Regions from separate parts of the Rattus norvegicus genome. Here region 2 is linked to region 1. Evidence: chromatin contacts called from public Hi-C data. All regions are on one chromosome and are shown on one strand. The core of a region is the stretch at or near the end of the contact, and the rest is flanking DNA. Distances in the headings are between cores, read along the strand shown.

Region 1 (3,373 bases), core at 761-3,260:
GGCCTCTTCCAATTAAACACGGTTCTTTTTCTTCTGGAAACACAGTCTTATGTCTAGGCTGGCCTCAAACTGTCTATGTAGCTGAGGCTGGCCTTCAGTTTCTTATCCTCCTGCCTCCCCTTTCCAAGTGCTAGGATTCCAGGAGAGCATCACACCTGGCTCAGACAGGCTTCCTCATTGCTCAACTCAGCCTCTAGGTAGCCCCATCTCTACATCCCCCCCCCCCCCCATCTCCTTCAAGTATACCTACATCCAAATAGAGCAGGCAAACAAAGCTCAGAGCCCTCTGCACAGCTTGGGTTCCATTCCGATTTCTGCCACAGTAAAACCATAACTCTTAAGAAATGTTTTTTACACATCCCACTGAAATACATTCTCCTGCTAAGAATACAAAGGCATCACTAAAATAAATCTGACCAGCTACCAAGCTCCGTTTTTAAAAGGTACTTCTTTTTTTTAAGTCTGTGGAAAGACTACCCTAAAGTATCAAACTGTCCCAAGAAATCCTGACAAGTCAGACCATGGATCCAGCCCACTGCTTAAGACTTCCAAAGGTGATGGTCAAAGGCTTAAGTGGCTTCCAGTAAACACGTAAGACAGTGCTCGAAATGGGCTTTACTGCAAATCACATGTTCCATTTGTGGTAACTTCTTCCAATTTTAAAAGTCTATTCTCAAAGCCATGTTTCACCTTCACCTAAGGACTCAAAACAACCACTCTTCCTAAATAATCATGTCTACACGAATGTACTAGTAAAGAAAAACTGGTAAAATGTCGCCATAGTATTACCTTGATCAGTATTCAAATCATGCATTTTCAGTTGATGATCTAGTCCTCCACTCCAGGCATGTGTTGGATCCTACAAAGCAAAATTTGGTTTTGATTTTCATTTTTTTGGGGGGTGGGGGGACACACTATGTAGTCTTGGCTGGCCTCAAAATTCAAGAGATCTGCCTGCCTCTGCTTCTGGGATTAAAGGCGTGGTCACTACATCCACCCACGCCTTAAATTTTGAGTCACTCCAAAGTTACATAGCTTTAGCAAGCATTTCAAAATTGCTATTTCTACAGCCAACTGTTATGTCCAGTGTGACAGACATTAAGTAAACAAAAATGCAAGTTAAGTGATCTTAAACTAAGCAACTACTGGGTAGCTTTATCGAGATGGACACCAGAATGTTATGGCTAAACCAGGCGACATTCATTACTTTTAAAAGGATAGCTAACCCCACCTTGCTGTTAAATTCAAACAATTACCTATGTGCAGAAAGCTGTACTCAAGTCTGAACTTGAAAAGAGAGATTGAAATTGCCATGAGATTAGAAATGAAAACACACCATTGTAATAGGCTCAATGCCAGGCTAAAGTGCACGCATCCCCGAGTAGTTATGAACTGTCCGAATACTCCAAACCGTGTATAAGGATGCTACTGGCAACGCCTAGGACAACTTAGTAAGGGGACAGGAGCAGAAACTGAGTCCACCTACGTAGAAGGCGCAGTCCAGGACAGCACCAGTGTGCTGGTACTTGAGCCTCATGGAATTGGCGGGCACATCGTAGAGGCGCACGGACGTATCCCAGGAGGAGACCAGGAGGAACTGGGAGGTGTTGGGGCTGAACTTAACCGAGGAGATGCCATCCTCGGGTGGCTGGTTCAGCTTGAATTCATTCGAACCGGTCATCTGTAGAACAAACGCTAAGATTGAGTCCCTTACCGGAGCAACAGAGGCGGGCCAGGACCTGCGCCTGCGCAGCGCGCGGGCCCGCCTTGATCCAGGCCGGCCGCCATCCCGCTACCGCCGAGCTCCACCGGGCCTGGCCTCCTTCCTTGCCCGCAGATCCCCAAATAGAACACAATGGACCTCGACCGAACCCCTCTGTGCATCGACGCGCCGGCCGCAGGCCACGAATCCCGCTCCGCCCACCTTCGCCCGGACCTCTACCTCGTGTTCGCCTAGGCAACGTTTCTGCACCGGCCACTACCGCCCCACTTCGCTTCAGAGCACTCGCAGGCAAAGCGGAGGAGGCGGAGAGGAAGCTCTGGAGCAGGCCTATCATTGGCTCATTTCGAAAGCCAACGGCTCGATCTCGGTAGCTGATTGGTCTGATCTACTGCCTGCCTCATTTTCCGCAGTCATCCTGTTCCGGCTCAAAGGGAAGCCGCGTTTTTTTTTTCCGTTCACCGGGTCTCTTAGTACCACCCCGCCAAGGTTACGGCTCTGGAGTTGCGGAAGGAAAACTACAACTCCCAATATGCTCAGGTCATGAAGGCACTAACGCCGGTACTCTGCATGCTGGGAGTTGTAGTCTCCCTGAAGCTGCCTGCCCGACTATCCACAGACTACGAGACAGAAAAGATGTTTTATCTAGCTCTAGTTGTGACATTCTTCTCCTCTATCCCTCAGACGCAGAATTTCATTTTGGTTGATACTACTATAGAGCTAAATTAATATTTTCTTTCTGGACGAACACATACCCCTGGAATTAACCCAAACTTGTCACACTGAAGGATACTTTCTAGTCAAAGGCACTATTTGCTTTCACTTTGCTGGGTTTTCAATCTATGAACTAGAATCTCATTCCCCTTGAGTTCTAGTGATCTCATAGGGGATAGCCGTCATTTGTATAGTTTTATCTCTCCACGGTTTTCAAGCACTTGAATTCCAGGCCTGGTAAGAAGTTCTGGGAATACACAATCAAACTACTTGTTTTAGAAGAGCACCTCATCCAGAAGGGGGATCATAGCGAGACACAAATAGTTTCAATCTTTTCAAGCTCAACCAGAATCTTTTAGGGATATTCATCATAGGACCTAGCATTGTGGCTGCCCTCTCCTCTTCCACCTTACCCTGCCATATCATGGGAGGCTCAGTTTGCTGCACTTTCCGTTTCTAGAATCCTCTAGAAATATGAGAATCAAAAGGGTTGTTTCAATAACCAGAATTGTTTTGATTCTGTGAAAGAAAAGCAGTACTTAACAAACAACATGGTGACTGGCATACTGACAAGCAAAATGTTACTGAAAGGTTCAATTAATCCATGCTAGTTCTTCTTTCTCCGCCCCCTCTTTTTTGAGACAATCCCTTTTATTCTGAAATTATTGCATGAAGTAGGAAGTTGTCTCTAGTTTTAAACTATTTAACTTTCAAGTACATTTAAAAAATTATCCTGTGTGCACAGACTCTGAACTAAATGCACTTAAGATTACACACACACACACACACACACACACACACACACACACACACACCAGCCTTTTGTCCTGATGATGGTTATTATGACTGAAAATTTCTGGTCGTCTTCCCTCTCTGAATACTTCTAGTATTTGGTTCTTTCTCTCTCTTCTCTTTCAACAAATCAGTGGCCAAGTTCAA
Region 2 (3,266 bases), core at 100-2,599, 95 kb before region 1:
TTCTATTGCTATGAAGAGGCACCATGACCAAGGCAACTTATAAAAAAAAATACATTTAATTGAGGACTTGCTTACAATTTCAGAGGGCGAGTCCATAACAATCATGGTATGGGAAGTATGAGCAGACAGGCAGACATGGTTGTGGAGCAATAGCTGAGAGCTTACATCAAATCTTCAAATAAAAGTCAGAGAGAGATGGGGAGAGGGAGAGGGAGAGGGAGAGGGAGAGGGAGAGGGAAAGTCCATATCCAGTGACTCCAACAAGACCACACCTCCTCATCCTTCCCAAACACTTCCACCAACCGGGGACTAAACATTCACATATCTGAGCCTATGGAAGCCATTCTCATTCAAAGCACCACAGTGTGTAACTTCAGATCTTTACTTGCCTCTCTGAATGTCTGCCTTCCCAAAGATGACCCTCACTCAGACATCCTTGGATTTAATAAGATCATCATAGGAAGTTACACTAAAAGGATGCCCGAGGAGAGAGCTCTGTCAGTAAAAGGCTTTCAACACAAGCATAGAAACCTGAGTTTTGTCGCCAAGACCCATAGAAAAAAGCTGAGTGGGAGAGTGGGCACCTGTGGCCCCAGTGCATGAAAAGTAGAAACAAGAGGATCCCCTGGAACTCCCTCGCCAGCCAGGTTTGACGGATCAGCGAGCTTCCAGTGTGGTGAGCGATCCTGTCTCAAAAACAAAGATGGGAAGCAATGGGGGAGGACACCCAACATTGACCTCTCAACTCCACACAAATGCAGACATATGCACACACACTAAATTGATTAATTGAAACAAAACCACACAGACAACAAGCATAATCTGGTGTCAAGCCCTAGGCCAGTGCTCTATGAGCAAGGCTGCCTACAGTGTGCATGTCGTTGATGCTGTGTCACACTTACAGCTCATGGAGCAAGTGACATAGTCATACACCAAGCCCAGGCTATGCCTCTCCAAAGTTCCTTGCATCTTTTTCTGTGAGATGAGGTCTCAGGAACCTCTTGTCATCAGAGCAATGGATTCTGCAGGGGAACCAGGGAGCTGACAAATGACACTGACAGCACCCATCACTAACTTACTCTCTCGGCCCTTTGCAGCTTCGCCTGACCCGAGGAACAATTGAAGGAGAAGAACTTTAAAAGAAAAAGGAAAAAAAAAGCACCACTTTAAATTTCAGACCAATTCAATTTGGGAATATCAGTCGTGAGGCGAAGCTGTTAGACAGGGTTTCTAAGTGACTCATCCTCTTCTCTGTCCATTTCAGGGGAAAATGAATGTTGCTGCTAACATTTGACATCAATCGCCCGATCACATGTTGTCCCATCATTACTCAGCACTGACACAAAGGGAGGAAAGAGACCTCTGCTCGAATGGCGCTCTCAGACAAGGAACCAATTCACAGTCCCTGGTAACGGCAGAACAGGGAACAAAATGAAATTTGGCTAAAGAAGCCAAGGTGAGTCATGGTGGGGAGGAGGTGGAGCCAGGAGTCGCAGAACGGCTTTGTGTGCCACATTTAGTTTCTTAAATTCTATCTGCATATTTGGCTGTCCGGTGCCCTGGATCAGCCTGTCCTCGAAAAGTCAGCAGAAACGGCAAGGCATCCAGACCGCAGGATGACCCCGCCCTCAACTCTCTGATTGGGCACGCACTCACTCTATCTAGCCCCATGAGCAGTATCACGGCTACTGCTGATATAAGACACAAGAAAGCTAATCTTTGATTTTTAAGCCATGGCCACCCTCCAGGCCAGATGTGTGGGAGTGGAGAGCTGGAACCGCTGGAGTTCAAAGGTCCTTGGCAAGCCCCATGCTGGATAAAAGAGTAGGTCAGAAACTCCTGAGGTCCTCATGAGAGCTGAAAAGCTGACAGGTATTGTAGATTCTCGTTACCATCTCTCCTGCAGGCGGCTCAATTATGTGAGAACAAGGTCTATACCATGACCCAATTTCAAAATAGCATTATTGGTAGAACCAGGAGCGAGTAGGTAAATAGAGGGTGCTGCTAGCCATGGGAGCACTAAGCACCTCCTTCCTCTTCTGCTGTCTAAAGGACAGCATATAAATAGAGCTCCAGCACCCTCAGCAAACTCCTTTTTGGCTTCCATGTGGACCTCGGCTTCCAAATGCACATGTAAAGGACTAGGTAGCTGGAGGCAGTCCCTCCCACTCCTCCCTGGCATGCCACCTCAGGGACAGATAGACAGATCTTTAGTGAGGGAAGCATGCTCACAGCCAGCCTGGGAACCTTTCCTCTTTGTTCCCCTGTAAGGCACACGCAGACAGGAGAAACCTGTGGGCGTACTTTTTCCAGGGAAGTCCATCCTCCATAAGTTGCATTTTCTGTGGGGTGCAACTCCTGGAGCCCTGATACTGAGCACCAAGCAGTGAGAAGGAAAAGGTGGCTGCCAAATCTGCAGGCCAGTGACAGGAAATGTGACAGGGCTGGATGACAACCAAACATGTGTTGGACAAGAGAGTGGGCAGATCAAAGGGATAATGATGGTGGGGGTGCCAAATCTGAGGTCACGTGGTCGCATTTGTGGAGGAGTGGAAGGCAAGGCCAGCAGACTTCCCAGGAGCAGCCTGGGCCAGTGAGCTAAGTCCTGTCAGAAGAGGTGGCCAAGCCAATTACCCACACAGAGGCTGCTGAGGGCTCCCTGAGATCGCCGGTACTCATCAACGGAGACGTCCACACATGTAAATATTTATTTGGAGCCAATTTTGAAAGTGTATAAAGGACAAGAATTTAAATTACTCACAGGCATGAATGGAAATATGATGGAGTCCCTTAGGTAAAGAAAACTCTTGCCCTGATGAGTTCTTGTCAAAATATACATGGCCTCTTCTTCATCATTTAATTGTGTGGCTAATCCCCTCTCCGCCATAGAATATTGGCAAGGGTTGCTTATTTCCCTAAAAGCCTTAAATTCGAATGTGTACGTTTCTGTTTGCCTGCAATTAGCGTGATGTATCTATTCAGAATAACTACAACATCCCATCCTGGTAATGAAAAGTGATTAATTACCAATTACACCAAGTATCCAATTTCATGCAATTCACCACTGGGCTGTACCATTGAATTGCTAGTGTTCTAATTGCACACATTAAAAGTTCTAGGTAATTATTGTTGAAAGATCAGTAATATTAAAAATATTGGTTGCAGCTATTACTACATTTGCTCTCGGCGCAACCAAGATAGAAATGTCTGCCGGAGCTGCCAGCCACTTCACCGGGCTATTTCTCTGCCTGTTTTTGCAGCAACTG

What was found. Hi-C and Micro-C count contacts between places; a contact is called where the count stands out from the background.
Region 2: a Hi-C map of Schwann cells shows a contact between it and region 1, with 1.7 times the contacts expected there. The contact joins the enhancer-like site here to the promoter of Bub3 in region 1. A contact is called at or near these places in 2 of 12 Hi-C or Micro-C datasets (Schwann cells and mammary epithelial cells).

The regions. Positions count from the first base shown.
Region 1 is chr1:195,759,169-195,762,541 of GRCr8, reverse strand. It overlaps Bub3 (BUB3 mitotic checkpoint protein), which reads right to left and starts at 2,010. Exons shown (of 8, transcript NM_001047906.2): 1 at 1,943-2,010; 2 at 1,487-1,681; 3 at 790-859. The coding sequence starts at 1,681.
Region 2 is chr1:195,853,989-195,857,254 of GRCr8, reverse strand. No RefSeq gene overlaps it. Among named protein-coding and RNA genes, the nearest start is that of Bub3, 95 kb to the right of the region's middle. Within about 2 kb of position 1,349, at least 4 of the 93 cell types and tissues checked have an H3K27ac peak or open chromatin away from gene starts, as enhancers often do. A contact at or near this core is called in Schwann cells, where this site is marked.